2 separate regions of the Mus musculus genome follow, and region 1 is linked to region 2. The links are chromatin contacts, called in public HiChIP or PLAC-seq maps. All regions are on one chromosome and are shown on one strand. Each heading gives the region's core, a stretch centred on a gene start, on an enhancer-like site or on the middle of the called end of the contact. The rest is flanking DNA. Distances are from core to core; before and after follow the strand shown. Region 1 has its middle 9.8 kb from the start of Gm34194. Region 2 has its middle 44 kb from the start of Gm41912.

Region 1 (3,695 bases), core at 86-2,585, 410 kb after region 2:
TAACTGCATCCTCTGGAAGAGCAGCGGACATTTAACTGCTGGGCCATCTCTCCAGCCCCTGTTATGATCTTAATTGTACAAAGTGATGGTGTCCAGTGTGATCACACAACATACATCTGCAGTATGCCATGGTCAAACCAGGATACTTAAAGCTTCCATCTCCTTAAACACTTTAAAGGTATTATTAGCACTTAATAATTGTATATACTTATTGGATGCAGAGTTTTGACTTATTTACTAGCCTGCTGTCACAAAAAATCAAAATCCAGAATGGTTGTTAAACCATCGAAAAAGTGGATGAAAAATATTTTCTGCTCTTTGATAATGCTAGGGCGTAATTATATGTTTCCGGAATTGCAGCTTCAGGGAGCTTTGAAACACATAATTTAGCCTGCTTCTGCTGAGCAAAGTATTCTATTGGAGCAAACAGTATGGGGGCTTTTATACTCAGTTCATCCAGAAGGTAGAGGCATAATTTATGCTTTCAGAGGGAGGGAGAGAGAATGTGCCCAAAGTGGTCAATTTTAATTTCTGTATTTTCTAATTTTTAACATTGAGGTTAAGCTCTAGTTACTGTGGAAAGTAAATGTGTGTTTCTTAGAGCCAAAGGCAGAAAACTATGGGCTCTGGAGCCCTTTCGTCTGGGGATGGTGGGAATGTGGAGGGAAGAGTGAGCAGACAGTTGGGGCTGCAGGTCCCTCAGGACTGTGGAGAGTGGAAAGGGGAAATGAGCCTGGGAAGGCAGGCATTAGGAAGAACAAATGTCTTAACATCTAACAGCCAGCACTGTGTCCTGATGCTTGTCAGCTGGACATAGTTCAGGCGAGATTAACATAAACAGAACATTTTGCCAAATACCTTAACATACATCATCCGGTCTCACTGGGGAGGCAGTAGTCTGAACAAATGTTACCTCATTACTCCAAGTTTCAAAAAAATGTAGCCCATGTTGCTTGGAGCTTTTGAGATTTCAAATTCAGCCATCTTTTTCACAAAATAATATCTTCTACTTTTCAAAATGAAGCTTCAGGCTGTGATCAGGATCCAGGCATGCCCGATGCCCTAGTGTCAACCCCCACGGCACATAAACTGGGATTGATGGGAGACACCTGTAATCTTAGCACTCGGGAAGATCAGGAGGTCATCCTATACAGCACATGGAGCTGGAGGCTGGAACAGGCCACCAAGCCAGTTCCATTTAGGATAAGAATTACAATAAGAACCATTTCAAAGTCAGAGAGTAAATGGAATGAGAAGTGCAAGGTCAAGGTCACCAAGAAGATTGTCACAGGGTAGTTCTTAATAGTACACACCCTGGAGGCTGGGCTGTGGGTGGGGATTTCAGACATTGACTGGGCTGCGTAAAGCAAGGTACACCTCTACTCGGTGGCCTCACTCACAGATCAACATCCGAGTGAAGACAGCATGTCTACTCCACCTCAGAGCTAACTCCAAACTGCAGTCCAAATATTTTCAAAGGAGGGGCTAGGGAGACAACATGGTTGGTAAGGAGCTCACAGTACAGGTACGAGGGCCCGAATGCAATTCCTAGTACCCATATTAAAACTGAAGGTGGTCTGTAATCCTAGCCCTGGGAAGGTAGAGACAGATGGATCCCCAGGACTCGCTGACCAGCCAGTCTAGGAGAATCAGATCTGGGTTCAATGAGAGACTCTATCTCATAGAGATAAAGAGGTGAAAACACTTGATAATAACTCTGGTGTCCAAGTGAGCACAGGGGCGCCAGCACACATGCACACACACAATATCCCTAGTAGACTATTTTACAGGAGATGGGGTTTGAACTGAGCACATCACTGAATTTAAACTGGCTTCAAGAGCACAGTTCACCTTCTGCAGAGGTATCAGGAACTGAGAAGTCCCAGGTCCTTCCAAAGCCGATCTGTACCTTACAGGACTATGGGGATGCCTCCAAAGGCTGAAGAGAAAGAATGGCTTTCACTCTGCTATGCAGGGCTCCCTGGCCCTGGCTAAAGCCTCTGTCTGTTCCCACAGACCCCCAGTCCCTCTCTCCTGAAGCACCACCAGCCAGCAGTTGCTGACAAGGCCAACACACTCTGTGTGCCCTGTGTGCCATGCTGCACGCTGTGTTTGCATATTTTATTTCTGGTTTCAGGCTGAATAAGGATTCCAGTCCTAAGCAATAGAAACTACATAAATTATTAGCCAGGCTGTGTTGGCTTTGTGCTCAGGTGAACCTTGCCCCACTTTTAGCAGCTACCTCCACTGCTCTGTAACAATAAGCAGAGGACTGATATCAAGCCAGGTGGGAAGAGGACAGGCTGGCCCACACTCTTGGTGTATTTCCCCCAGATGGAGAATGCTTTGTCTATGGGCTGCTAAGTGGTACTATAGGTATATTTATCCACATAGATATTAATCTCTAAAGAAGGGAGAAAAATTGGGAATTGATCTAAATGTTTTCAAGGATACATAGATAATAAATCCAGGCGTTTGATCTCAATACCTAGGAGACAAAGGCAGGGACAAATAGATTCCTTCTGAGTTCAAGGCCAACCTAACCTACAGAATAAATCTAAATCAGCCTGGGCTACACAGAGAAACTCTGTCTCCATTAATAATAATAATAATTGTTTTGAATTGTTTTAAATTATCAAAATGAAGGTGGTTATGAGTTCTATGGTTGTGATGGTATTACAGATCTTCATGATAAAGATTCTCTGGAAAGATGTGACCACAGGTAACCAGTCACACGGCAGAATGCAGGCTAAAGTAAGTGGGTTATCCTAAGTTAAGGTTCAGTCAGAGAGGAGCCTAGCTATATGGCCATATATTTGTAAATGTATATTGAGTCTGAGCCTTATTTCTGGGAGGAAAAGCTAGGCCCCAACTTCATCACGGTACAGAGACTGCTGCAGCCCTGACAAAGCCTGGACATGAGGCTGCAGGCTCCCAGCCATGCCACAGAACTAACTTTCCTGGGCTACATGAAGCCTTCTGCAAGCTCCACACCCACTCCACATGGTGCCATAGTCTAGGGACCAAGCATGCAAGCGTATGTGCCTGTGAGTGATGTCTTACATTCAAGCCAGGACATACAACAATGTATTTGTTTTATAACTTGTTTCTGTGTTTGTGTTGTTATATAAAGGTGCATATTTCTCCTAACATGCTTATGTTTTATATCTTTACATTTGAAAAAAATATTTTAATAGTTGATATATGTTTCTCATAGGTAAATACTGTAATACTCGATACAGAAAAAGTATATATCTCCACCTGCAGAGAGTTCACAGTCTACAAATACAAATGCAATCTACACAATGAATGCACCCATGTGTATATATGCAGACATTATATTCATACTTTTGTATTTATGAATTTGTGTGGGCTTCCTGTAGTGGTTTAAATGAAATGTTCCCCCATACTCAAGCATTTGAATACTTGGTCCCCACTTAGTGTCTGTTTGGGGAGAGTCAGGAGATGTGAACTTGTGTGGGGAAAGTATGTCACTGGAAAGTATGTTAGAGGTCTGAAAAGTACCTTCTCTTTGCTTTCTATTTGTGCTTTGCAAAGTGAACCCCAGCTCCCTGCTTGCTGCCCCAGATGTTGCAACATCTGTCTGCTTATTGCCATGCCCACCCCCAAAGATAGTCATGAACTCAAACCGTCTGGAGCTGTAAGCCCCAAATAAATCCTTCCTTCTTTCTTTT
Region 2 (4,081 bases), core at 136-2,635:
GAAAAGGAAGCTCTTCCCTGTAGGGCTACTTTTTTTTTTTCCTTTTTTTCTTTTTTGTAATTTGAAGTCTACAAATCCCAGCCTGGCTTGTGTTTATTTTGACTTTTGAGAACAGCTTTCTTTTCTCTCGATTATGTGGTTTTAGAGAAGGCACTCACTTTGTGAGTGGTTTGTTTGTGTTTGTTTTGTAAGCTTCTAGTGTTTTGCTATGTGCAGCGACTGTGCCTGGGGCAGAGACAGCTGCTTGTCACCTGCCACACACAGTCTTTGCCCTCTCTCCTTTCTGTGAATTCTGGGGTTCAGCACTAAAGAGGCCCATCAGAGTCACACGGCCCAGCATTCCCCTGAATCTACAGGAGACAGCGATTCTCATAGGTGATCTTGAGTACATGGTCAAATCCTCAGATTTGCAAGAGAAGGCCTGTGATAAAGGACTGTGTCTCTGAGTCAGACCCAGTGTCTTCAAACATTTCGATATGAAACCTACTTATCACTTCTGAATGTCATTAAGTCTATCAAACCCCTTGCAGAGCCACTGTCCTTTCGTGCCACTCGTAGGCAAGCGCTGTCCCCCACCCTCATCTCCCTATGTTCTGGTGTTCCATATGTGAGCATGCCCTCATCTCGTGCATGTAGATGTGCCTAACTTCAGGTCAGCCGGTCTCTGTGTTTGCTGTTTCGTTAGCCATGGGCATTTCTAGTGTTTTTGAGCCCCAGACCCTTGTTTGTATGGATTCTGATCTGTGTGCTTCCTACCAGACTCTAGAGACAAAGGCCCAGATCAGCTGCTAGTCTTGCAGAGGCCGGACTCTAAGGTGTAGCCGTCGGGTGTGCTCATGAGAGTTATCAGGACACTGTGATCCCAAGGCTGATGTTTTCACAGGATGTAGAGGACTGTAGGAGTTTGCTCTAACTTCAGAGTGGCACCATACTGTATGCCTCAGTTTCCCACCCATGCATGTCACCTGGGCCAGTGATGTGGGAAGCAGGAGGCCGACCACAAAGAGCATCCAATGAAGGGCCTGTGGTCTTGTGCTTACTGGAGGAAGAAACCTGGAAGCAGAAATGACTGCCTATCTGTGTATCTAGCTTCCTCCCCACCCTTTACAGGTCCCTCAGACCACCCTCTGTTCCTGCACTGTGGCTTTAATGGACTGCTCTGCTCATATGCAAAATCTGTTAAGCTTTCCTACTCTGTTGTCATTCTTGTTCCTGACCCCTGCATTCCCCAGGTGCACAGCCCCCACCCCCACCCCCAAAGACACTCAATTAGCCATACTGGCTTTGTTTATTTGTTCATGGGGAAGTGGACTAAACTGTTCCCCCTCCCTGTCAACCGCCCTAAATCACACTGCCTTCCCAACCTATGGCGTGGGGAACTTCAAAGAACCAGGCCAGGGCCCTGCTCAGCATTTAAGGATGCCAAGACAGTAGGAGACTTGAAAGAGAATTCAGCAGACTCCCAGAACTGCCATTAATGTTGCTGCTTCTTGTCCTGCTGGGGTGGGAGTGGGGGAAGGGGAGGCAGAGGGGGGATCCCTGGGAAAAGCTTGCTGGGGTGTGCTTTTGTTTGTGTTTTTAAGAAGTACTGAAAACCACACTGACAAGTTCTGCAAACCAGTGTCTGGAAAGCTTAGGGCAGCCTGGTGTTAAAGTCGGAGCTCAGTTAAAATGCCTGGATGTCCCCAGGCGGGAAAGCAAACTCAGGGAAGGGTTTGAAAACCTTTAGTTTTTAACTCTTACAGTTTCTTATGAAAATTGCGTGTTTTTTTGCTGTTGTTTTGTTTTTTGTTTGTTTGTCTGGGGTTTTTGTTTGTTTGGATTTTTTTTTTTTTTGGCCAGGGTTTTTCTAGCCATGGCTGTACTAGAACTCTATTGACCAAGCTGGCCTTGAACTCAGAGATCCACGTGCCTCTGCTTCTCGAACACTGGGATTGAGGGCATACGACACCACCATCTGGTGTATGTTTTGTTTTCTTTAATTGAGACCTAGGTTAAAAACTTTAACTGGTTGAAGCTGTGAGGTCATGGATGACGCATTGTCCCAAAGATGAATTTCCCAAATGGCGCAGTGTATTGGCTAGTTTTGTGTCAACTTGACACAGCTGAAGTTATCACAGAGAAAGGAGCTTCAGTTGAGGAAATGCCTCCATGAGATCCAACTGTAAGGCATTTTCTCAATTAGTGATCAAGGGGGAAAGGCCCCTTGTGGGTGGGACCATCTCTGGGCTGGTTGTCTTGGGTTCTATAAGAGAGCAGGCTGGGCAAGCCAGTAAAGAACATCCCTCCATGGCCTCTGCATCAGCTCCTGCTTCCTGACCTGCTTGAGTTCCAGTCCTGACTTCCTTGGTGATGAACAGCAGTATGGAAGTGTAAGCCGAATAAACCCTTTCCTCCCCAACTTGCTTCTTGGTCATGATGTTTGTGCAGGAATAGAAACCCTGACTAAGACAAATTGGTACCAGCAGAGTGGGGTATTCCTGTGACAATCTGACCATGTTTTGGGGAGGACTGTGGAAGGACTTTGGAACTTTGGGCTTGAAGATCCATCTGTTGTTAAGAGCTCTGTCAGATGTCGTGTAGGAGCTTGGAAGATAATGTTGAGAACACTGCAGAAGATGGAGCTCTGGTGTGTGAAATTTCAGAGGGAAAATTAAGGACTCTTTTCAGGGCCATTGCTGTTTTGATTGTGAAGATTCTGTAGTTCTGGTTATCTGGGGCTGAAGAATCAGCTGTGATTAACAAGATACCAGAACTACTAAAGCAAAAACTTTGCATTACTGGGACTATTGATGCTGGTTAGCTGGAGCTAAGAAATTAGCGGTGATTAAGAAGAGACCAGCATCATTGAGGTGACATCTTCTGGGAAGTATTTTCTGAGAGCACAGTGGCTGCGTTCCAGATATAGCCAAAGTTGTACCTTGTGCTGTGGCTGGACTTGGTAATGTGTAAGGGTCACCCAGGTGGTACTGGTTTTGAAGGCATGAAGGAGTTGAGCAGAGCAGCAGAGGCTTGGCACTGTGAGAGGCCATGGAAGGCCATTGGTGAAAGTGCAGCCTCAGTTGCAATTGATGGCCCAGGACTGAAGGGGTCATGCAGTGTTTTGGAGATGCCAGTACCATGAGATGACCACCAAGAGCAGCAGCAGCAGTGGAGTACAGGCATCTGGAGCCAAGAGGATGACGCGAGTGCTACAAAGGGCATGGCTGGAGAAGTGACCCAAGCCCTTGGAGGAGCCCAGAAGATCGTAAGTTAGATCCCAGACATTGGACGGTTGGAGATTGATTTTTGCTTTTGATTGTGACTGTGCCCTGATATTTTCCCTCTTGAAGGAAGAAACTGTTTTAGTGGAGCCCACAGTTAAGAGACTTTTAATTGTAAAAAGACTTTGGATTTTAAAAGAGATGGATATTTTAAAGAGATTGAAATTTTAAGAATATGTAAAGACTGTGGGACTTTTAAAGTTATTTAGATCTTGGGGATGAATAAGAATGTAAGGGTTGAGGCTTACTAGTGATGTGTTTGTGTGTCAAGTTGACAAGGGGTCAGTTGTATTGGCTAGTTTTGTGTCAACTTGACACAGCTGAAGTTATCACAGAGAAAGGAGCTTCAGTTGAGGAAATGCCTCCATGAGATCCAACTGTAAGGCATTTTCTCAATTAGTGATCAAGGGGGAAAGGCCCCTTGTGGGTGGGACCATCTCTGGGCTGGTTGTCTTGGGTTCTATAAGAGAGCAGGCTGGGCAAGCCAGTAAAGAACATCCCTCCATGGCCTCTGCATCAGCTCCTGCTTCCTGACCTGCTTGAGTTCCAGTCCTGACTTCCTTGGTGATGAACAGCAGTATGGAAGTGTAAGCCGAATAAACCCTTTCCTCCCCAACTTGCTTCTTGGTCATGATGTTTGTGCAGGAATAGAAACCCTGACTAAGACACGCAGCATGAGAACTTTGTGCACAGAAAAAAATATTTTAAAACTCCATCTCTGCCTAAAAAAATTTTTTTTTCATTTGAAAAAAACCTGTGGCTTTGCCAGCCCCTGAACTGAATGCCCCATCTTCACACTATTACAAACCTGCCTGTCA

What was found. HiChIP or PLAC-seq counts read pairs in DNA pulled down with a chosen protein or histone mark.
Region 1: an H3K27ac HiChIP or PLAC-seq map of embryonic stem cells shows a contact between it and region 2, with 3 times the contacts expected there. The contact joins two enhancer-like sites. A contact is called at or near these places in 2 of 115 datasets of contacts at active chromatin or transcription factors (both in embryonic stem cells).

Annotation. Positions count from the first base shown.
Region 1 is chr1:89,024,101-89,027,795 of GRCm38.p6, forward strand. No RefSeq gene overlaps it. Among named protein-coding and RNA genes, the nearest start is that of Gm34194, 9.8 kb to the left of the region's middle. Within about 2 kb of position 1,336, at least 33 of the 459 cell types and tissues checked have an H3K27ac peak or open chromatin away from gene starts, as enhancers often do. A contact at or near this core is called in embryonic stem cells, where this site is marked.
Region 2 is chr1:88,611,931-88,616,011 of GRCm38.p6, forward strand. No RefSeq gene overlaps it. Among named protein-coding and RNA genes, the nearest start is that of Gm41912, 44 kb to the left of the region's middle. Within about 2 kb of position 1,386, at least 33 of the 459 cell types and tissues checked have an H3K27ac peak or open chromatin away from gene starts, as enhancers often do. A contact at or near this core is called in embryonic stem cells, where this site is marked.